Linked DNA regions of Sus scrofa: regions 1, 2 and 3 are each linked to region 4. Evidence: chromatin contacts called from public HiChIP or PLAC-seq data. All regions are on one chromosome and are shown on one strand. The core of a region is the stretch at or near the end of the contact, and the rest is flanking DNA. Distances in the headings are between cores, read along the strand shown. Region 1 overlaps STAT3 (signal transducer and activator of transcription 3). Region 2 has its middle 15 kb from the start of STAT5A. Region 3 overlaps STAT3 (signal transducer and activator of transcription 3). Region 4 overlaps ATP6V0A1 (V-type proton ATPase 116 kDa subunit a).

What was found. HiChIP or PLAC-seq counts read pairs in DNA pulled down with a chosen protein or histone mark.
Region 1: an H3K27ac HiChIP or PLAC-seq map of skeletal muscle shows a contact between it and region 4. The contact joins two enhancer-like sites. A contact is called at or near these places in 1 of 47 Hi-C or Micro-C datasets (embryonic fibroblasts) and 2 of 2 datasets of contacts at active chromatin or transcription factors (alveolar macrophages and skeletal muscle).
Region 2: an H3K27ac HiChIP or PLAC-seq map of alveolar macrophages shows a contact between it and region 4. The contact joins two enhancer-like sites. A contact is called at or near these places in 2 of 47 Hi-C or Micro-C datasets (epiblast stem cells and liver) and 2 of 2 datasets of contacts at active chromatin or transcription factors (alveolar macrophages and skeletal muscle).
Region 3: an H3K27ac HiChIP or PLAC-seq map of skeletal muscle shows a contact between it and region 4. The contact joins two enhancer-like sites. A contact is called at or near these places in 23 of 47 Hi-C or Micro-C datasets (alveolar macrophages, blood, brain and 15 more) and 2 of 2 datasets of contacts at active chromatin or transcription factors (alveolar macrophages and skeletal muscle).

What each region holds. Positions count from the first base shown.
Region 1 is chr12:20,425,588-20,431,556 of Sscrofa11.1, forward strand. The region is part of intron 1 of STAT3 (signal transducer and activator of transcription 3); the gene reads left to right. Among named protein-coding and RNA genes, the nearest start is that of STAT3, 21 kb to the left of the region's middle. Within about 2 kb of position 1,449, at least 9 of the 83 cell types and tissues checked have an H3K27ac peak or open chromatin away from gene starts, as enhancers often do. A contact at or near this core is called in skeletal muscle, where this site is marked.
Region 2 is chr12:20,510,611-20,516,295 of Sscrofa11.1, forward strand. It overlaps a transcript of STAT5B not described here. Among named protein-coding and RNA genes, the nearest start is that of STAT5A, 15 kb to the left of the region's middle. Within about 2 kb of position 4,016, at least 4 of the 83 cell types and tissues checked have an H3K27ac peak or open chromatin away from gene starts, as enhancers often do. A contact at or near this core is called in alveolar macrophages and liver, where this site is marked.
Region 3 is chr12:20,445,334-20,451,208 of Sscrofa11.1, forward strand. The region is part of intron 4 of STAT3 (signal transducer and activator of transcription 3); the gene reads left to right. Among named protein-coding and RNA genes, the nearest start is that of STAT3, 41 kb to the left of the region's middle. Within about 2 kb of position 3,723, at least 3 of the 83 cell types and tissues checked have an H3K27ac peak or open chromatin away from gene starts, as enhancers often do. A contact at or near this core is called in skeletal muscle, where this site is marked.
Region 4 is chr12:20,286,179-20,291,979 of Sscrofa11.1, forward strand. It overlaps ATP6V0A1 (V-type proton ATPase 116 kDa subunit a), which reads right to left. Exons shown (of 22, transcript XM_013980945.2): 22 at 2,231-3,800. The coding sequence ends at 3,707. Among named protein-coding and RNA genes, the nearest start is that of HSD17B1, 18 kb to the left of the region's middle. Within about 2 kb of position 4,518, at least 53 of the 83 cell types and tissues checked have an H3K27ac peak or open chromatin away from gene starts, as enhancers often do. A contact at or near this core is called in alveolar macrophages, liver and skeletal muscle, where this site is marked.

The sequences.
Region 1 (5,969 bases), core at 199-2,698, 140 kb after region 4:
CGATGGTTTGCTTGACCAACCTAGAATTGTTTCTCAAAGGCAATACTTCTGTTTTTGAAAGTTGGCAGTTTGCCTCTGATTCTTGTGAAGGTAAGTCCCTCAGCATTCACAGCTCATTGGAAGGATGCTTTGCTTCTCTGGAAAAACCTCTAAATTCTAGGTAACCAATCATACAGGATGGAACTAATCTTGTTTTCCTGGATGCAGGTGCCATATTGGTGCCATGCTTTTCAGCATCCTAGCCATCAGTGACTGTGCAATAGGAACTCTTGCAGTAGAGGTGGTAGTTATGTGTGCGTGCAAATGAGAGTAAAGGAAACCAAAAGGAACTATTCATTTGGTGTCTTAAATCTAATATCAGAATGGTACATGAAAGTCACATGGTGGAGATGCAATCAGAACAAGAAAAAGCTTTAGCCGCATGTGTAAGTACTGTGGGCATTCAGAGTTGAAGCAGTGGTTGGACCATGAGTAGGGTTGGGGAATGCCTCTTTAAGAGGGAAGGAAAGGGACAGATAATGCCTCCAAGGGGAAAAACATTTTAGGCAAGAACATCTGTGAGAAAGGCACAAAGTCCTTTCTCCGGGACTGTTTCCTGGGGGTGGCGGCCAAGGCTAGAGGGAGAGTAGTTGACTCAGTGGAAGAAAGGACATTTTGAGTCATTTTGAGGCTGGAGAGAGGAGCTGGCAGTGGCCAAATTGGCTGAGAAGTTGAGGCTTAGCTGGGGGTAAAGATTTGGAATTGGGAGCAACTGGTATATTGAACTGGGGGAGGGCTGTGAATTTATTCTTAATCGAAAGCTCACTGAGGAGTTCCTGTCGGCTCAGCGGTTAATGAACGTGACTAGGATCCATGAGGATGTGGGTTTGATCCCTGGCTTTGCTCAGTGGGTTGAGGATCCAGCGATGCCGTGAGCCGGGGTGTAGGTCGAAGATGTGGCTTGGATCCCGTGTGGCTGTGGCTGTTGTGTAGGCCGGCAGCCATATGCAGCTGTAGCTCTGATTTGACCCTTAGCCTGAGAACTTCCATATGCTGTGGGTGCAGCCCAAAAAAGCAAAAAAAAAAAAAAGAGGAAGGGTCACCAAGGGGTCATCCTTGAATTTTTCAAACAGCAAAACTGAAAGAGTTGGTCTTCTCCTCAGAATAATTCTTACTGGAAGCTGTGTCCTTGCTGGGGAGAATCTGACTCCATCAGTGTAGCTGTAATTCATAGCAGGGGTTTTGTCATCCCATATGTGTGTTTTTATTATGAGCTGAGCACCCTGCTGGATGCTGGGGGGGAGAAGGGGAGAACGCACTGGTGGGCAGAAGCCCAGGCTTGTCCTGTCCTCAGGCTGGCGGTTGGCATCGAGGTTCCAAGTGCAAGTTACAGAGTCACAGTGCTCAGGTCCAAGTGATGGTGCTAGAAGGCAGGCCTGTGGCTGGGCTCGGGAGGGAGACCTTGGTGTTTCTGAGGAGCTGAAGGAGGAGCAGAGTGAGGGCTGGGACCTCAGCCAGCAGGCTGGTGCCATCCAAGGAGAAGAAGGCAGGGCCAGCCAGGCCATAGGTCACATTAATACTACTTAGAAACACTTAGATCCCGTGTGCCAGCTGCGTCCTCAGTGCTTCGTGTACATTAACTCATTCAGTTCTTACACCGACCCTGCGAGGTGAGTCCTATTTTCCGCCCTTTTGGCAGCTGAGAAAACTGAAGCTCTCAGAGACTAAATCACTGGCACTAGCTCACACCTGTCCAAGCGGTGGAGCTGGATTCACATCTGGGCACAGTGGCTCCAGGACCCACGCTCTAAGCAAACCACTATTCTGTCTTAATATCACATATGTGGTTTTTCAGCCTATGAGCACTGCAGAGTCCTCAGTGGGGTTTTGAATAGGAGAGTAGCAGGATCAAGTCTATGCCTTGAAAACGTGTCTCGACTCCATATGGAAAGTGCAAGCAGATGTGGGGAGATAGTTCTCATGACAGGGTCACGGGGTCTTCTTGTGACCCTGGTGTATTTGGGCTCTGAGGTTTCCGGGTAATTTTCTTTGACTCCTTTTCTTGGGGGAATGGTGGAGTCAGCTGGAGAACAGGCCCTGGACCTTTTTTGGTTAAATATCAATTTACTGCTTAAATTTTCTTTGTTTCTTTCTTTTTGTTTTAATTTATGGCCACCCTTGAGGCATGTGGAAGTTTCTGGGCTAGGGATCGAATCGGAGCTGAAGCTGTGACCTACTCCATACCTTTGGATTCTTAACCCAATTGCAAGGGCTGGTAATCAAAGCCTCGTCTCCACAGCAACCTGAGCTGTTGCAGTCCCATTCCTAACCCACTGTGCCACAGCGGGAGCTCCTCAATTTACTGCTTTTACTGCAGCATTTATTCTTGGATCACAGTAACCTTCAAGTTTAGAGGGGATCCAGCCTGATCATCGTTTGTAGACTGAATAGTCTTTAGAGGCTAGCTGGCCCAGTTGCTCTCCCAGCATCGGAATTACTTATGTGACTCTGGGTGAGCGATTAACCTCCATTCGAACACCAAATACAGCAGAATTTGAGACATTGTCCCTTCCTCCTCCCTTTGTCTGAGTCACCTTTGCCCTTCAACCTGTCACCAAGCCCCATCACATCTCCCTTTCATATCTCCGGAAGATGTCCCCTTCAAAATGTTTCTGATGCTACCACCCAAGCAGGGCCACTGCCATCTCTCACCTTCATTATTGCAGCCTGAGGGATTTTTCTGAAATGTAAGTCAATTTTTTTTTTTTTCTTTTTAGGGCCACAACCGTGGCATATGGAGGCCAGGCTAGGGGTCTAATCGGAGCTACAGCTGCCAGCCTATTCCACAGCCACAGCAACTCGGGATCTAAGCTGCATCTGAGACCTACACCACAGCTCACAGCAACGCCAGATCTTTAACCTACTGAGTGAGGCCAGGGATCAAACCCGAAACCTCCTGGTTCCTAGTCGGATTCATTTACACTGCGCCATGATGGGAACTCCTGAAATGTAAATCAGTTTGTAACCCCAAAACTGGGTTTGCCTGTTGGTGGGTGTCAAGCCAATAGACACAACCGAGCCAAATGTTGGGGGCAAAAAGGATGCATTATTACTTGCAGCAGGTAAGGAGAACACTGGGGATCTTTCCCAAAGCAGTGTCTCCCTGAACAGCAAGATCGGGACCTTTTTTTTTTTTTTTTTTTTTTTTGCCTGTTCCAGTGTCATGTAGAAGCTCCCAAGCCAGGGATCAAACCCAAGCCACAGCAGTGACAGTGCCAGATCCTTAACCCACTAGGCCACCAGGGAACTCCTGGGAAAGTTTTAAGCTAAGGGTACATACATATTCATGAAGAGGCTTGACCAAAGGAGAATTCAAAGTAGAGTTGGGGCCAAGGGAGTTCCCGCTGTGGTGCAACAGGATAGGCTCTGTCTCTGCGGTGCCAGGATGAAGGTTCGATTCCTGGCCCAGCTCAGTGGGTTAAAGGATCCACCTTGCCTGGATCTGTTCCTTGGCCTAGGAACTTCATATGCCCCAGGGCAGCCAAAAAGGCAAAAGAAAAAAAAAAAAGAATCGGGGCAAAGGTTGACAGAGTTTGAGCTTGAGTTGATTGAAGTCGGGAGGGTCAATGTCCTTATTCCATCTCTCACCAGGGTGGGGGCCTCAGTTCTTGCTGAACTCAGATTACGAGGTGTATCCCTTGAGGAGGAACTAGGACTCTGCTTTATCATTGCACTATCTGCCTTTTGACCGTCTTTTCTCTGTTCCTGCATTTCTTTGTTCCTTTAAAGAAGGAACAAATTACTGAGACCTGTTCAAGGGCAAGCACTGTGGCCAGACTTAGATCACAAAATGGCTCAGGCCAAAACGGCTTCTCTTATGTCAGGAAGGCCATCTGGTTCTCTTTTTCTGGAGACCCCCAACCTATCTTTTCTTTCTTTTTTTTTTTTTTGTCTTTTCTAGGGCTGCACCTGCAGCACATGGAGGTTCCCAGGCTAGGGGTCTCATCAGAGCTATAGACACCGGCCTACAGCAGAGCCACGGCAATGTGGGATCCAAGCCGCGTCTGTGACCTACACCATAGCTCACGGCAACATTGGATCCTTAACCCACTGAGCAAGGCCAGGGATCAAACCCACAACCTCATGGTTCCTAGTAGGATTCATTAACCACTGAGCCACGACGGGAACTGGCCCCTCACCTATAACAGAATTATCACTTGTCTATTTAGCAGTGCTCCCCACTACCCTTGAATGAGAGTGCCTGTTTCTTAGTAAGACTTACATGAGAGCCTGCTCCACCTTCATGTCATGCCTCAGTCTCCTCTTTCTACTTCTTTACAACTGCCCGATCCTTGGAAGTGATTATTAAGTACATGTGGAGTAAGGACCTCAGATGATTCTGATGTGTATCCTGAGTGGAGCCCTAATCTTTGCTCTTGTTCCAAGGTTCTCAGTCTGGCCTTGTATTAGAATCATCTGAGGAGCTTTTAAATATTGAAACCTGGTTCCTACCCTCAGCAATTCTCATTTGGTATTTGGTTTGGTGCCCAGGCATCTCTATTTTATTTTTTATTTTCAAAAAAATAACTGCCCTTGGGAGTTCCCTGGTGGCTCAGTGGGTTGAGGATCCAGCATTGTCTCTGCTGTGGCTCAGGTCATTGCTGTGGCACGGGTTTGATCCCTGTCCAGGGAAATTCCACATGCCTTGGGTATGGGGAAAAAAAAAAATCTGCCCTTGTAATTTAAAAAATTTTTTTCTTTCTTTAATTATTTTATGGCCACACCCATAGCATATGGAAGTTTCCAGGCTAGGGGTCGAATCAGAGTTGCAGCTGCCAGCCTACACCACAGCCACAGCAGTGTGGGATCTGTGCTATGTCTGTGACCTATACCATAGCTCACAGCAACGGTGGATCCTTAACCCACTGATGGAGGCCAGGGATTGAACCTGCATCCTCATGGATACGAGTCTTGTTCCTTACCATTGAGCCACAACGGGAACTCCCAGCCTTTGTAATTCTAACTCCTGCAGCCAGGGTAGGGAACCTCTGAATACAGAGGAGGTAGACATTGTGGGAAAACAGGTCCTGGAGTGATCTACCCTTTCATGTACAGATCTCCAAGTATTTGAAAAGCCACTCTTCTGAAATGTGTCTTTTTCTCTCCTAACCTTACTTACTTCCTGTTCCCCAAGGCTGCTTTCTGGGCAAAACATTCAAGTTCTTGGACTCCTTTTACCCTGACTACCCTTCCATGAATGTATGTGTTTGTTAGCGCACCATTTAAATTGTGGTACAGTTAGGGTATCACTAGGGTGGTCCAGTTACAGCTGGACTAATAGATCCTTTGATTCAAAAGCTAAAATACCAGAAGATTCCATTGGCTTTCTATTATGATTGACTCATGGGCCATGGGTTCCTTAAAATTGATGAAAACTCCCACTCTAGCATAGTGGCTAAGAGCAAGAATTCTGAAAATGGACTGTTTGGGGTAGGATTCCAGCTTCATGCCCTTATTACCTGTCTGACCTTGGATGAATCACTTAAAATTCTGTGCCTCATTTTTCTTGTCTGTAAAATGGGAATAAATACAGTATCTACCTCATAGGGTTGTTGTCAGGATGAAATGAGTAAATAAATATATATCAAGTGCTTAAAAGAGTGCGTTGTGCATAGTAAGTGCCCTGTAAATATCAGTGATAATCATTAATTATTTGGAGTGCTCTTAAACCAAGGTTCTTCTTTTTCATCTTTTACTTTCCTTTGGCTATCACTTAATGTTTTCATCTTTAGTCTTTTTGGGACCTGAAGCTGTCCTTAAGGGAACTATGTGTGGAGATCAGGGCACCACCCCACCCTCTCTTCTCTGTTTCTCCAAATCACAGCAAATCACACCAAATCACAGCATTACTGACCTCCTCCCACAGCATATGATACAAAGACCCATTAAATGCATGTATTTTATGTGGCAAGGAAAGCTCATTTCACAGG
Region 2 (5,685 bases), core at 2,766-5,265, 220 kb after region 4:
TGTCCCACCTTCTCACTAGTCAGGATTCACATTTTTGCCTGCAGGATATGAATATAGATCATGTTAAGAAATTGAAGGTGGCTGTGTTTCTTAAATAAGTACTTCATGATATATAGGATAGAAGGGGGAAAAAGTGCTATCATTGTTTGGAGTGTTACGACATAAATATTTTGGTCTGAACTTCCTATTGTGCCCCAACTTCTCATTTCATCTTCATTTTCTTACTCTCAATGATTTTTTTTAAAATGTATTTACATATGCAAAAACCACATCAAGACTAGTTAAAAGGTATCATTTGTTGCTCTTGGGGTACTTATGTCAGTTTGTGTCAAGTGCTGTTGTTATATTCACATCATTTCAAGGGCTGTTCAAATTATTTGTGATTTGTGTTGGATTTCGATTTATAAACGTGCTTGTGGTTCATTTGGCTTGTTCTTGGGTAGGGAGGTGATACAGGTAGTCTTACTATAATAGGAGGTGTTACAAATAGGTAAATAACATGCTCAAGATTAGATTACAGGTTGAAGGTAGACTCAAGGGAAGCTTAACTCTTCTAGAGCCCTGCAAACGTGTATGTCATCGTGTCCACAGATTTCTAGATGTTTTACCAGTGACACATTTTCCCCCTTCTATGAGAGTGTAGATTGCCACATTATTCCTACCAGCAGAAGCGAAAACAAAAAACCAAGAAAAAAAAGAAAACAAACAAAAACAAAACCCCAACACCTCCTGTTTCTTATTAATTTGTTTGGCACATTTGAAACTTATTCTTTTTAAAAATTATCTGACAATTCTAGGTTACTGAGCTCTTCAGACAGATGCCCTTTTACCACAAGGGAAAGTATCAAAATACTTTAACGTTGGCACTTCTTAATAAAAATAATGTTTAAAAGTTTGTTCTAAAGTATCACTGGCCCCAATTGTGTGTGGCGTTTAAAGGAAAAGATTTTTCTTTAAATCTGAGCTTTGTTAATAGAACTGTTCTAAAATCAGAAGTATTTTTTTCCCCTGCAATGTTGGAAACACAACAGTTTTATGCTTGTTTCTGCGAATAAGAAAGTCAGATTTAACAATCTAGTTTCCATTGATCAGACAGTTTTTTTGTACATTTAAATTGTGAGCATTGGAGTTCCCGTCGTGGCGCAGCGGAAATGAATCCGACTAGGAACCCTGAGGTTGTGGGTTTGATCCCTGGCCTCGCTCAGTGGGTTAAGGATCTGGCGTTGCCGTGAGCTGTGGTGTGGGTCGCCTGCGCAGCTCGGATCCTGTGTTGCTGTGGCTGTGATGTAGGCCGATAGCTGCAGCTCCGATTAGACCCCTAGCCTGGGAACTTCCATATGCCTCGAGTGTGGCCCTAAAAAGCAAAAATAAATATATAAATCGTGAGCATCACATTGATTAATTTTTTAAAATTGCTTTCTCTTAATTGTCATGTCTTTATTTTAAGTAGACTGTGGACATTGGATGCTTTCTTATTAGGGATGATCCTTTTCTACTAAAAACCCTAAGCCAGTTTGGAGAAGATTTTACGTATCTAAGTCTATGCTATTTTTACTAAGCAAAGAAAGGAATAATATACAGGTGTTAGACTTTTAGTTGATTGAAGGAGACCCTCACTTTTGGTGGTTTCAGGTTTTCAGATGACGTTTTATTACTTTTGTTAGTTTTGGTCACACCCATGACTTCCTTGGAAGGTATCTTTGAGGTTTGGTTTCCTTTTTTTTTTTTTTTTTTAAATGGTAATATTGGGGTGGGGGTGCTTCCTGTTTGTATTTTCAAAATTAGGTCCACATGTTAACCTTCTTGCAGTGTGACATTTTTATTTTAAACAGATAAAGGCGAGCATCAGAAGCCATGTGGTTTGTCTTTGACCCATTCTACTACTTCATGACAACTTTCCTGAGCTCAGCCCGACTACCCAGTTAGAAAGGCAAAACATTCCTGAATCTTCCCAGCTCTCTTCAAGGTTTAGCTGCCTTGGAAGGAGTCTTAACAACAACTACCACAACAAAGGTGCATTTAACAGAAAAATGGAGCTACTGCTTTCTGTTTTCCTCCCCAATACCTAGAAAATGCACGGCACTAAGAGTGAAAATGTGTTATGTGGAGCTTTGAATGTCAGAGCTTTCAAGAGGGGTTGCCATAGGTTCATATGGTATAGAACCCCATCTATTAAGCAGTAACCACAGCAGATTGTCTGACCTCACCTAAAAGGGATACAGAATGTCATGGAGGGAGTTCCCGCTGTGGTGCAATGGGATCTGCAGGGTCTCTGCAGCACCAGGATGTAGGTTCGAACCAGCCAGCACAGTGGATTAAAGGATCGGCATTGCCACAGCTTATAGGTCAGCTTATAGGTCACCTTATAGGTCACCACTGTGGCTTGGATCTGATGCATAGCCCAGGATGGTAGTAGAACTTTGGAGGAATCATCCTCAGCCGTAAAACTCTTCCTTGACCCTCCTGGGTGATTTTAAAGTGGTAGATCACTTTTAATAGAAATGTTGGAGTTTGAGTTATATGGAGCCTTGTGGAGAAGACTATGCTTGAAACGAGTATGTATAGTATTGTTTCAGTGACTGAAGCAAGTGGCCTTTTCCTGGCCTTCAACTAATGTTATTTTAAGAAGTGTAATAACTAAATAGACTTCTAATTAAATTGGCATTCAAACATGTTTACAGTTTAGGGGCAGTTTCTCTCTCCTAAATTTTCTTTTGGATGACATTACTAAAGGCAATACTGCATTAGTGTGTTGCACAGTTATGCATAATGCAGTTTGCAAATGAGATTAATATATAGTTATCTTAACCTCTCATTTTCCCCTTTAATCAAGAAAGGAGAATTTATAATTTGTCAAATACTGGATATTTTCTTCATTGGGTTTGTTCATAATAATTACCTGTACTTCCCATGTATTATACTACTATTTAGATGAAAAATACATACAGAACATTTATCTTTTGGAAGCTAGCTTGCAAAATCTACTGTGACACCCTTTCTCCATTTTTCTTCCACTGCCTTTGGTATTTTAATACTTTAAAACATTTTTTTTCCAGATTTCTATTACAAAGAGAAATATCTCCATATTCTATGCACTGCTAGTTTTTTTTTTAAATCCATTACCCAAATTGCTATATTTTTATTTATTCTTTATATGATTTTTATTTTTTCCATTATGGTTGATTTATAGTGTTCTGTTAATTTCTACTGTATAGCAAATTGACCCAGTCATACATATGTGTGTATGTGTGTGTGTGTGTGTGTGTGTGTGTATATATATATATATATATACTCTTTTTCTCACATTGTCCTCCATCATGTTCCATCACAAGTGACTAGTTATAGTTCCCTGTGCATTATAGCAGTGTTAGTTTTTTGAGGTGCTTATGCTGACTCATTTTTTAATTATACTAAGATATAGAGTATGGGTTGAGAGCAGTAATGAGATTCTCAGAAAATAAGAAAACTTTCCTTTCTGACTAGAGAAAGGTTGGGGAAGACAAGGGGAAATACATCAATGAGCCAATCAATTATTGTTATTTGTTGGGATCAATTTGGTGACTAATATTTTCAGTGCCCATCAGGCTAGTAAAAATGACTTTGGCTTTACCTGCAGTGATAACAGGACAGACCCAAGTGTTTGCTAATAATGCTTGTTTTTTCCTGGTAGGGGATTTTTTTTTGCATATGAGAAATCAAGCCAAAGTTACCAGTGACAGCCATATCCATAATTTGTATAAAATACTACCACTCTGGGATATAGCTCTGCTCTGTAGCTCTACCATGGGCTCATCTGGGAAGGTGCACTAATTATTTATATAATAATTATTATGACATCTTTCAAAAAGTGATCAGAAAATTAAAAGTACTTCAAATGATGTCCCAAACCTGAAAGTAGAAAAATGATTAAAAAAAAAACCAAACAAACCTAACCCTGTCCACTTACAATGTGCCAAGCAGACACTGTTATAAGCTCTTGCTATGTTTTAACATCATCCTCATATGAAAGATGAAGAAATAGCCACAGAGAAGTTAAGTAATTTGTCCAAGGTCACATTGCTAGTCATGGCAGGGCTGGATCCAGACCCAGGCCAGGCTGATTCCAGAGGCTGCATTCCTAACCACTGCACTGCAAAGAAGAACCCGCAGCTGCAACTTTGCAATGAGACACATGGTTTCTTTAAGGCTTATGTTTCTTTACTTGTATTCCAAAAATGGATTCTCATTTGTTATTTAAAAGAAAATTTTAAATATATATTGGGAATTTTTTTTTAAGCTCGTAAAGGTTATGATAGGTATTTTTCCAGCTAACGTATATATTCCTGATGGAAATGGTATTAAAACAGAGAAGGTCTTAATTTTCACTCTAAATTGCCCTTTGTTGTTCTTCCACTAACATTGCCATATACATCATAGGAGAAGAGCTATAAGCTGTCTCTTTGGCTTCTGTTTACAAACAAAAGGATCTTTTGTGCCATTGTGTTATGAGACTTGCATGTTTGTTGACTGAGAAAATGCAAGTATTTGGCTCATTTTATTTACAACTTTATTTTAAAGGGATTTATGATCGTATTCTTGTTTTAAAGCTAGTAGTTTTGATTTCTGAGATATAAATTTAATTTGGGGGGGATAATTTTAGGATTTTAATTTGGGGGGATAATTTTTAGGCAACTGAACTCATTGTGTCTTTAGAGCTGTGTAAAGGCCATTAGAAACTAGTGCCAGGAGTGTATTCCTCTTCATAATCTGATGCTTATTTTCTCTCAGCACTTTTCCTTAGAGGTGGATTGTGAAGTTACCCCTTGGGGACAGAATTCACAACCCTTAAGTATAGTGATCTGAACTTGAGAGATCAAGTCAGGGATGAGAAAAACTTCAGTTCCCTGAGCAGAGTATGAACTTGTGCAAATAAACAGAGGATGTTAGCTTCCAGGATTGTCAAACTGTCACCTTTGACCAGGGTTGAATTTTCTTTGAATGTTGACAAAAGTTACAATGTCAGTGGAAAAAAGCTTAATGTGAGGTATCTATAACTCAGAATTTCCCTATGTTTGTGTCAGTGAGATCCTACAATTAAAGCTGTTTTTTTTTTCTTCTATGTCTGATGAGTTCAAAAAAGCCTTTAGTGGGGTTTTCCAGCTTTTAGGTGAGAGTCAATTAGAAAGTTTGTGAAAAACTGTTTTGTGTTGTCTAAAATTCAAAGCCTATAGCGAGTAGCAAATCACTATGTTTTTTTTGAAGAATGGGATTTTTAAAAATCAGACTGGGGGAAATGTTTTAAATAAACTGTATTTACAAATGTCATTATAGTGACAGAAAAGAAGGAAAGAAAACTATTGAGTACTTAATCTGTTAAAGTACTAAAAATTGGAATTTATCAGCTTTATAATGTAGCATTCTACGATGTATTCATTCATGGTTTAAACTAGGTAACATGTCCTCTCAGAAATAGTGATAATTCTGTTGTTTCCTTTTGTTTTATATTTCTAAGAATCTTCAGGTCATCTTTTAGGCTGGACAAAAGTAGCAGACTAGGGTCTACAGAAATATATAGCTGTTTCCAGAATGAAACAGTCACTTCACCCCGTGAATTTGTGTTTTTAGGATTTGTGATCTGTTTCTGGTAGAAAGTAAGAGAGATTGATGGTGAGAATTGGACTTTGTACAGCCTTACTCCAAAAGGCA
Region 3 (5,875 bases), core at 2,473-4,972, 160 kb after region 4:
ACTACTAGCATCCATGAGGATTTGGGGTCCATATCTGGCCTCGCTCAGTGGGTTAAGGATCCAGCATTGTTGCGAGCTGTGGTGTAGGTTGCAGACATGGCTCGGATCCCACGTTGCCATGGCTGTGGTGTCGGCTGGCAGCTACAGCTCCAATTTAACCTCTAGCCTGGGAACTTCCATATGCCTCGGTGTGGCCCTAAAAAATTTTTTTAAATTGTATTTTTGTTAGATGACAAAATTTAGTGTCCATTCTATATAAAAAAAAAAATTGCATAACAAATTTCTTAACAAAGTTAAGAATATTTTATCAGAAACCAGAGGGAGCATGACGTGATGCACGATGGTGAAACACTAATCTCATTAAAAACAGTTATGAGATTGAGGGTGCCTCCTGCCATTAATATTTTTCTAAAATACCCAGCCAAAGTATTAAGACAGAAAAATGAATGGGAGTATAATATAAATGTTGGGAAGTAAGAGACAAAAGAAGCGCCAAAAACCAAACAACTATTGGAACTAACAAGAGTTCAGAAAGGTGATTGTGTTCTAGAGAAATATTTTAAGAATCAGTAGTTCTCTTCTACAGTAGCAGCAATAACCTGTTTACAACATAAAGGAAGAACAGATTGATTCATAAGAGAAAAAAATTATGTAATATGCAGGTATTGTTGATACATATGATAAAAGGTCTAGAAGGATATATACCAAAGCATTAATGTTGTTGGTTACAGGAGACTTTTTCACTTTCCTCGAGGCATTTTATTTAATATCCTTTAATCAGGGAATTGTTTTTCTCCTCCCACTTCTTTTTTAAAAATTGTGGTAAAATACACACACAACATGAAATTTGCCATCTTAACTATTTTTTTTATTTTAATGATTTTTATTCTTTCCATTATAGTTGGTTTACAGTGTTCTGTCAGTTTTCTACTGTAGAGCAAAGTGACCCAGTCTCACTCTCTCTCTCTCACACACACACACACACACACACATTCTTTTTCTCACATTATCCTCCATCATGTTCTATCACAAGTGACTAGATGTATTTCCCTGTGCTATACAGCAGAATCTCATTGCCTCTCCACTCCAAATGCAATAGTTTGCATCTATTAACCCCAGACTCCCTGTCCATTCCACTCCCTCCCCCCTTGGCAACCACAGGTCTGTTCTCCAAGTCCATGCATTTCTTTTCTGTGGAAAGTTCCGCATATTAGATTCCAGATAGAATTGATACCATATGGTATTTGGCTTTCTCTTTCTGACTTGACTTAGTATGGAACTCTAGTTCCATCCATGTTGCTACAAATGGCATTATTTTGTTCTTTTTATGGCTGAGTAGTATTCCTTTGTGTATATATACCACATCTTCTTAATCCATTCATCTGTCAATGAACATTCAGGTTGTTTCCATGTCTTGGCTATTGTGAATAGTGCTGCAGTGAACAATACAGGTGCATGTATTTTTTTAAGGAAAGTTTTATCCATGTATATGCCCAAGAGTGGGATTGCTAGGTCATATGGTAGTTCTATATTTAGTTTTCATCTTAACCTTTTTTTTTTTTTTTTGTCTCTTCTAGGGCCACACCCGCAGCATATGGAGGTTCCCAGGCTAGGGATCGAATCGGAGCTGTTGCTGCCGGCCTGCGCCAGAGCCATAGCAACATCAGATCCGAGCCACATCTGAGACCTACATCACAGCTCACAGCAATGCCGGATCCTTAACCCACTGAGTGAGGCCAGGGATCAAACCCACAACCTCATGGTTCCTAGTCAGATTTGTTAACCACTGAGCCACAAAGAGAACTCCTCATCTTAACCACTTTTTTTTTTTTTTTTTTTTGGTCTTTTTGCTATCTCTTGGGCCACTCCCGCGGCACATGGAGGTTCCCAGACTAGAGGTTAAATTGGAGCTGTAGCCACCAGCCTACACCAGAGCCACAGCAACACAGGATCTGAGCTGTGTCTGCAACCTTCACCACAGCTCACGGCAACACCGGGTCCTTAACCCACTGAGCAAGGCCAGGGATTGAACCTACAACCTCATGGTTCCTAGTCTGATTCGTTAACCACTGCACCACAACGGGAACTCCTTATCTTAACCATTTTTAAGTGTACAGTTCAGTGGTATTAACTTCCTTACATTGTTGTACAACCAGTTTCCAGAACTCTTTTTATCTTGCAATACTAAAATTCTATACCTATTAAACAGTAACTCCCCATTCCCTCTGGCCTCTGGCAACACCATTCTGCTTTCTGTACCTATGAATTCGACTACTCTGGGTAGCTCATTTAAGTGGAATCATATAGTGTGTGTCTTTTTGTGACTGGCTTGTTTCACTTAGCATCATGCCCTTTAAGGGTATCCACGTTGTAGCAAGTGTCAGAAGTTGCTTCCTTTCAAAGGCTGGATACCGTTCCATTGTGTGCCCAGACCGCATTTTGTTTCTACATTCATCTGTCAGCAGACACTTGGGTGGCTTCCACCTTTTGACTGTTGTGAATAACACTGCCATGAACGTGGGTGTACAATTTTTTCTTTTTTCTTTTTTGGCTGCACTCGAGGCATGCAGAAGTTCCTGGGCCAGGGATCAAACCTGCACTGCAGCAGTAGCCAGTGCCACAGCTTTGACAATGTGGATCCTTAGCCACTAGGCCACCGGGAAACTCATTTTTTTTTTTTCTTTTTCAAGACAAAAATGTAGCACACAAAGAAGAATGAACATCTAAGTCCAACTGAGAGAGTGAGGGAAGGCCTGGCAGAGAAAGCAGAGGGAGTCAAGGCTTATTATATGTACATCAGGCAGAGAGATGTGCTGAATAAGCAGAAAGAAGATCGTGTTCAGATAGGGAAACAGAAGTACATGTATTCTCGGGACAAGTGTGGCAAGTTCAGCGTCTGACTGGGGTTAAGGGAAGCTGAGCTGGTCAAGCACCCCCATCATGAAAATCTTTCTAGTTAGTCACACCTTGAAACTTGGCCCCGGAAGAACAGTTCACCGCAAGGACCTTGGGTTCAGACCGCCTGGGTTTGAACCCCATGGCTCTGCCACTTGCTGTGTAAGCTCGGGCAAACTGTTTACTCTCTCCGTACCTCCATCGGGAATGAAATAGCACCTGCTTCGTAGAATTAAATTAATTCTTACGTGTAAATCGCTTAGAACCGGACCCGACACACAGATGCAAAATGAAAGTTGACTGTTTGCTGCTGCTGCTGCCTGTTGCCATCATCATGGTTATCATCACCATCACCCCTTTGGTAGGAAATGGGGGCCCGCTAAAGAATTTTAAGTAGAAAGCTGATGTGCGCAGATGTGGGTGAGGGGGTAACTGATAACACTCCCTGTTCAAGACTCCGGAGATGCGGAGGGTAGCAGACGGCACTCGTCTGGGCATCCCTGCGGTTTGCTGTGTGGAGAACCTTTATGTTTTCATCCTGTTTCGTAAGATGAAAAGAATCGTTTAAGTTGGAGTTCCTTCGGGGCTCAGTGGGTTCAAGATCTGCTGTTGTCACAGCTGTGGTTCTGGTTACAGCGGTGGCACGGGTTCGAGCAACCAGATCGATCAGGGGCTGCTGGCAAACAACCCTTCGTGCTTATGTAAATGAAGTGATTTTGACAGGCAGCCACACATATTCACGCCGGCGCCGTCTGTGGCTGCTTTCACGCGGCAGTGGCAGGGCTGGGTATTTATGGCAGAGACTGGATGACCGACAGAGCCAAAAATATTTACCACCTGGCCCTTAGAGAAAACGTGTGCAGCCCCTGATACAAAGCGACCTCAACGCAGGGCTCACTGTTATTCTGTTTCTAGCCTCTGGCATATTCCCAACTGTCCTTTATGGGGAAGGCACTAGGAGATGGGCAGACTCCCATCTAGTAGACTGATCCCTGTTACTGGGGCTTATAACACACACACTTAAAGTGAGAAAAGCATAGAGGAGAACGTGAGTACTCTTGCTTTGGGAAGTTGAGTAAGGTTTCACAGGGGAGCAGTTCCACCCCGAGTTTGAAGGTGAATGAGTTCAGGTGTGCCAGGCTGAGTGAACAGGGTGTGAAAACATGTGTGCAGGGAAGGCTGGGTAGTGTGGGGTGACTGAAGCTCCGGGGGGAAGGTTTGACTAGTTACTGGATTGTGGTGAAACCTCTGTCTGTGCTGGGCTGAGATGTTTATACCTAGAAGCAGTGAGGAGCCAACAGTTTTTACGAAGGTCTCGAGGACAGTTTTCTGTGGGTGACAAATTGATCATATCTGTTTCCCCACTTCAAGTGCAGTACCAGTAGGCATAGGAGTCAAATGCAGATTAAAATGTCAGCCGTGGAGTTCCCCTTGTGGCTCAGCGGTAACGAACCCAGCTAGTATCCATGAGGACACAGGTTCAGTCCCTCAATGGGTTAAGGATCCAGCATTGCTGTGAGCTGTGGTGTAGGTCAAAGACTTGGCTTGGACCTGGCATTGCTGTGGCTGTGGCATAGGCTGGCAGCTGCAGCTCCAAGTCATCCCCTATCCTAGGAACTTCCTTATGCTGCAGGCACAGGCCTAGAAAGCAAAAAAAAAAAGAAAGAAAGAAAGAAAGAAAAGTCAGCCATATTGTTGGTAAACAAGACTGGAAGGCATGGCATAGGGTCCTTCTTATTAATTAAATTAAATGAATGAATTTTATTGAAATGTAGTTGATTTACAGTGTTTCAGATGTATAGCAAAGTGATTCAGTTATGTGTGTGTGTGTGTGTGTGTATTCTTTTTTGGAATTTTTTCCGTTATAGGTTATGACAAGATATTGACTATAGTTCCCTGGGCTATACAGTAGTTCCTTGTTGTTTAGATCCCTGCCCCTGAGTCAGGTCTTGGTGGAGAGACTGGGTTTGCAGGGCAGTGTTGCCCCAGGCATCCATGTGGAAGGTCAGAGGCCACACACGTAACACCCACTGAACACAGAGACATAAGCCTCTAGAATTCCCTTGAGAAACCAGGCCCAGGCTCCTGCCCCAGATGTGCCCTGGGAAGGGGAGATGGGAGGAGAGGGGCAGCAGTGTAAGTGCTGGGCCCTTCGGGGATCTCTGAGCACAGAGTCCTCCTCTCAGCCTCACCGATCAAAGGAGTCATCCCCCTATGAAGAGAATAAGGTGGCGGTCGCCTTCCCAGAGCTTCTAAGGGAAGTCTGTGTTCTGTGGGCTTGGACAGGGACCATGAGAAGAGGAGAGAACCATTCCCTCTAAAGCTGGCATGTTTTGACCTATTTTGGAGACTTCTGGTGGCAGCATAGAGCAGATTAGAAGCAAGAGATGAGAGGCAAAGGGCTCAACAGCTGGGGCTGGAGCTGAGTCACTGGCACTAGAGATCAGAGAGATTGTGCGACACAGGGCCAGGAGGATATGGTGGCTTTGGTGTGAAATCAAAGACAACGAAGAATGAATAGTTTGGAAAACTGGGTATATGATGTCTTTCTTGGTATCTCAATTCTCTTCTACTGGGTGATGTCTCCATTCTAGGCCAGTGCCACACCATCCTGGCCACTGCAGCTTTTGCATGATCTTTTTTGTCAGGAGATGTCCTATAAGACAAAAGTTATTTGTAAGTTTTACGTGCTGGTCGACTTTTTCAAGGCACCAGCCTCTTTCCCCTCTCCCCTGAGATCGTATCTCCTGATAGGGAATTTCATTCCTGGGACAGAACAGGTTTTTTTAATTATTCCACAGAAATGTATAGGACACCCCATGCATTTAAATAGGTGTCCAGGAGTTCCTTGGTGGCTCAGTGGGTTAAGGATCCAGTGTTGCCAGTGCTGTGGCACAGGTTTGATCCCTGGCCTGGGAACTTTCACATGTTGTGGGCACTGCCAAAAAAAAAAAAAAAAAGGGTGTCCAACATGTGCTGT
Region 4 (5,801 bases), core at 3,268-5,767:
CACTTGCAGCATCCTAAAGTTCCAGGACCAGGGATCAAATCCAAGCCACAGCAATGACCCTTAACCTGCTGCACCACAAGAGAACTCCATGGCCCCCCATTTTTCTAATATTACTAACCATATATTGAAAGCAGTAAGAGATTCCAGGACACCAAATAAACCATTTCTGAGGTTTTTCCCCAAGATAAAATTGAGCAGCTCCAGCTTCTTCAGTGTTTATCAAAATACAAAAGAAAAAAGTAGAGGTTATAGGAGTTCCTGTCATGGCAGTGGTTAATGAGTCTGACTAGGAACCATGAGGTTGCAGGTTTTTTTTTTTTTTTTTGCGGAAAAAAAAAATATGGTTGCAGGTTTGATACCTGGCCTTGCTCAGTGGGTTAAGGATCCGGCGTTGCCATGAGCTGTGGTGTAGGTTGCAGATGTGGCTCAGATTCCGCGTTGCTGTGGCTCTGGCGTAGGCCAGCAGCTCTGATTAGACCCCTAGCCTGGGAACCTCCATATGCCGAGGGAGTGGCCCTAGAAAAGGCAAAAAGACAAAAAAAAAAAAAAAAAAAAAGAAAGAAAAAAGAAAGAAAAAAGTAGAGGCTATAGGAGTTCCTGTTGTGGCTCAGCAGTTAACGAACCCGAGTAGCATCGATGAGGACATGGATTCGATCCCTGGCTTCACTCTGTGGGTTGAGATCCTGCATTGCTGTGGCTGGGTGTAGGCCAGTGGCTACAGCTCTGATTCGACCCCTAGCCTGGGAACCTCCATGTGCTGCGGGTACGGCCCTAAAGAGGCAAAAAGACAAAAAGACAAAAAAAAAAAAAAAAAAAAAAGTAGAGGTTATCATTTTCTATGGCAAATCTGACTCCTGCAGGCTGAGGGAGTGAGAACACATGCAGACAGGGGCTCCGAGGGGCTGGGGCTCTAGGATGACCACCCATGCTCCTGCTGGTGAGACCCCAGAGAACCCAGAGCAGGCAAGCAAGGGGACTGCAGGGCTCCCGCTGCAGCCAGCATGCCCCCCACCTTTTGAGTCAGTAACAGAGCAGAGGCTAAAAGAGCTCATTTACCTGAATGTTCACTTTTAACTTTTGTCTTTTTAGGGCCACACCCTTGTTATTATAGAAGTTCCCAGACTAGGGGTCGAACTGGAGCTGCAGCTGCTGGCCTACACCACAGCCAAGCAACGAGGGATCCAAGCTGAATCTTCGACCCACACCACAGCTCACAGCAATGCCGGATCCTTGACCCACTGAGCAAGGCTGGAGATCGAACATTCATCCTCATGGATACCAGTCGGGTCCACTAACCACCCAGCCACGACAGGAACTCCATGAACTTTTTTTTTTTTGGCCTTGCCTACACGATATGGAAGTTCCACCACCAAGGGCTGAATCTGTGCCACCGCAGCGACCTGGGTTGCTGCAGTGACAACGCCAGATACTTTAAAAGCACTGTACAGGGGAATTCCTAAACTTCTCATTTGAGGAGTGAGTGCTGGCTGCCGCCCACAGGCCTATTCTGGGGCAGGTGGCCTGGCAGGGAGGAGGCTGTGAGAAGCATGGAATGAACAGGGTGTCCCTGGCCCTCCTGGAGCAGCCGCTGTCAGCCTGCTTCACATTCCGGTGCAGCCCCTGCCCTGGAGGGAGGAATGGAGGGGGAGGGCCGAGAAAGAATGTGGACACCTTACATGGCAGTGAGGAGGGAGAAGGCACCCGCTAGGCCAGCCCACCTGCCTGGACAGCCCATTGGCTCTCAGGCTGCCTGCCTCAGCATCTCGAATCCTCCAGCTGCCCTGAGGAACCAACCCCACGCTGAGCCTCCACTTACACCAAGGCCAAAGGCACCAGGGCTCAAAATAGCCAGGCTGCTGAGCCCTGGAGAGCACACTTGCAGAAGAGGGAGAGGAGGGTGGGCAGATTCCCAGATGCCCCCCTCCCCCGCAGTCGTCCGCCAGGGGTTTTTGCGTGTGAGGCACTGGCAGGGAGACGGGTCCCCCAGTCCCCTCCCCACCAAGGGTAGTGTATGCAAACTGCTTTGGCTCAGGGAGTGGAGAGGCGCCTGGGAAACTTGAGATAAGGTGAGAATTTCACAAACTAACTGCCTGGCCAGGGCCACCGCAGCTGTGGCCTTTGATCAGGGAAAAAAGCAGAAATGCTGGCATTAAGATACTAGGTGGGCTCAAGAGGGCTGAGCCCTGAGCGACATGGGGGCTCTGGGCATGCAGACAGGCAGCCTCCCTGATAGAGTCAAACACACTTTATTCAGCACAGGAATGTCTGAACAGAAGGGCCTTGGGCAGGATTCCGGACAAAGAACCCTGCTTCAAACCCTGCTGTAAACAGAGCAAAGATCATGTAAACCACAGGGGCCAGACAGGAGGGGGCTCTGCACAAGGGCTGGGTCAGGTCACACTGGCTGGCGCGCGGTGAGGCCGGGGTGGGCGGCCCAGCCTGGGAGAGTCCAGTGAGCAGCTCTGAGCCGCTCCCTCAGACAAGCAGGGGGCGGGGTGGGATGGTCAGGGCCGACCAATTTAGGGGCTTCTCTCAACTATTGAAGGAGTGGGGCTCAATTTAGCTGAAGCAGCCAGTGCTGCACCAACACATGATCGAAAGGCCCCAAGATCCACATCCTGGTGTGGGGGTGACAGGGAGGTGGCCTCCTGGGGGTGCTCCCCACCAGCCCGCAGGGCAGGGCCACGCAGCTTTCACAGCCACACACACTGGCAGCCCTGCTAGCTGCTTCCACTCAGCAAACAGTAAATGATACGGACCTTCCTGGCCCAGGACCCACTCACCTGACTTGGGGTCGGGGGTGGGTGGGGGAGTGAGAGCGCTGGAGGGCAGACTCCCCCACCGGATGACTAGAGTGCTGCACTCAAGACTCATGATTAGGGGTGGGGAAAGGTCTCCAGGTCTGCACCAGGAAAGAGCATCAACTTGAACCCTCTGCCTAGAGTATGCTTGCGGTCGGGCTCAGGCCTGGCCCGAGACACAGCCAACCAAACAGGCCAGCCAGGACCTCTGTTCCGGGCCACTCCCAGCTGCGTATGCTGTGCCCAGTGCTAAATGGGGGTTCTGGGAGGGAGGGGGAGAGGGTGTGAGTTTAGGGTGAGGCAGGAAGGTGAAGGTGTGGGGTATGTGGGGACCCTTGGGGCTTCTAGGGAGGAGCCATGCATGCTGGTACAGTGGGTCCAGCTGAATTCCTGATTAACATGCACACTGAAGACGGGGTGGGAGTGGGGGTGGGCAGAGGACAGAAATACCACCTTCCTGGACCCACCCCTGCTAACCCAAGAGGGGGGAGTGTTAAAGAGCACCCCCGCCCCCAACCAGTAGGAGCAGGGGGCTCAGAGTCTGGGTGTGGGTGGTGAAGGCGCTCCGGCTCCTCTCTGAATGCCCGAACTGGCTCGCCAGCAGGGGGCAGAGGAAGGGCTGGCCTGAGGCCCAGAGGGCAAGGCTGGCGCCCAGGGGGTGTGGGTGATGGCCAGAGCCCAGCTTCTCTCTAGAAAATCACTACACTACCACACACAAAGCTGGGGGTGGCGGGGAGCCCCAGGGAGGGCTGGATCTATCTAAACGACTCACAGGTGGCTGGGGGAAATGGGCCAGATGGCACAGATGCCAACACCCAGGGGTCACAACTAACAGGCAAGTGGAGAACAGCTAATCACTGCGGAGGGAGCGGGAGGGCAGCCGGGCACACAGCCCCCCTGAAGGGTCACTCGTCAAACTTCCCTTCCCGAATGTGCTCGAAGGAGAAGGGTAGGAATTTGAAACCGGTCCCGCTGTAGAATTTGTTCTGGAACTCCACCCTGGAGAAAGGGAAGAGGAGAGTCATCATTCCACAGACACCTTTGGGACTATGCAGCTGGGCCAGAAAAAGGCCCGACCCCAAGCTCCCCACTGCCCCCTGCTTCCCACGGCCCCGCAACCTCCAGCGTAGGACACCCAGGGCCTGCCCTCTGTGAGAGCGCAGGACACCAAGGCACAAGCCTGGTCTCAGTGCCTGCTCTGCGAGGGTGTGTTTATGCCGCGTTCTCGGTAGACGGCCTGAGTCTCTAACTACAACGGCGGGGGGGGGGGGGGGGGAGGTGTCCCCTCCTGGGCAGGCCCCCAGCAGACCTCCAAGGGAAGCCCCCGAGTGGCTGCAAGGAGCCCTGGCAGGCGCCACTGTTTTCTTGTTTCTCTTCTTGGGGGAGGAAGGAGAAGGGAGGCTTGCCAGCGAACAGTGGAGGCTTGGGGAGGAAATTCCCAGGAAAGGGGGAAGTTAGGAGCGGAAGTCTTCTCAAAGCAACGGCAAAAATATTTTCCAACTACAAAAACATCTGAGAAAGAATTCTCCTCTTGGGGACTGAAAGGAAAAACAGCTTTAACTCCCTTCCCCGCCACTCCACATCCATCCCTGATGGTCTCCTGGGCCCTTCCGACTCTGAGGGGGCAGGAAGAGGAGGACACGCCTGTAAGCAGAGTCAGGCTGCGAGCTCGCCCTGGACAGTTGCCCAGCAAGCAAACCACCACCAAATATGGGCAGAAAAATGCATGATTCAGAGGATAAAAAAGCCAAGGAGAGCTGCCCTGAAGAATAGTTTCCACTCAGTGCTGTGTGACCCTGGGGGCCCCCGATCCCTGTAAGAGCAGGCTGAGCTGGGGCCCAGGGTCGGCTGCGGGCAGGGCTCCAAGACACTGTCCACCTTCGTGCCCCTCACTCAGCCTTGAGCTTCAGACGGGCATCCTCCTTCCAAGCCCAGGGAGGAATGAGCCAAGCGGGGGAGGAGGCTCCGAGGCCCCTGACCCCAGGGCTGCTAGCTCCGCCCCTAGGGAGCCTCGGTAGACAGAGTTTTCTGTGTGGGCACACCAACAGGCAGGCTGCTCCCCAGCTTCACATTCCAGGGGCTGGGCTCAGGTGCCAAAGCCTCCCAGAGGAGGATCCCTATTGGTGCCTCGGCCACCGCTGCACCCAAGAAATGGGATCAGGAGGGGGCACTTCAAACTGAAGTCAGTCACAGGATTCAGCTTCACATCCCAACACCCCAAGAAGACCTTCCAGCTATGGAGGCCTCCTGGTGGGGGGAAGGGGGGGAGCGGGGGGAAGGTGCTGGGTTCCTGCTTCGTGCCCACTGCTGCTAAGACTCAATTCTTCTTGGAGTTCCCGTCGTGGCTCAGTGGTTAACAAATCTAAGAACCATGAGGTTGAAGGTTCGATCCCTGGCCTTGCTTAGTGGGTTAAGGATCCCATGTTGCCATGAGCTGTGGTGTAGGTTGCAAACGCAGCTCGGATCCAGCGTTGCTGTGGCTCTGGCATAGGCAGTTGGCTACAGCTCCGATTAGAACCCTAGCCTGGGGACCTCCATATGCTGCGGGAGTGGCCCCAGAAAAAAAGGCAAAAAGACAAAAAAAAAAAAAAAAAGACAATTCTTCATGTTGGGTAGGCTGTGTTTGAATATGACAATGGTATGTCATTTCATGAAATTTACAGCCAGATAGTGGGCAATTACCTTCAGGTCACTGAGGGATCTGGAACTCTGACCTAGCTGGTTAATCACACAAACAAGTCTAACTCCAAACAATGGTGAATAGACAAGCTTTAGATATTTTCGGATGCCCACTCTTCTCTCGGCAGAGCCCCTGCCTGCCTCATCTGTATCAGGGGACAGATAGCCTCTGATAAAGCCCCTGACACCACTTCTCCCACCAGCCGCTGCTCGAGGTTAGGGACTTAGGGGGGCCTTCACCAGCCTGACTCCACCGCCCCTCTCAGCCGTGCTCACCGGCTCCCAACACAAAGCTGGAAAGCATGGGCCCTGCTGGTCTCC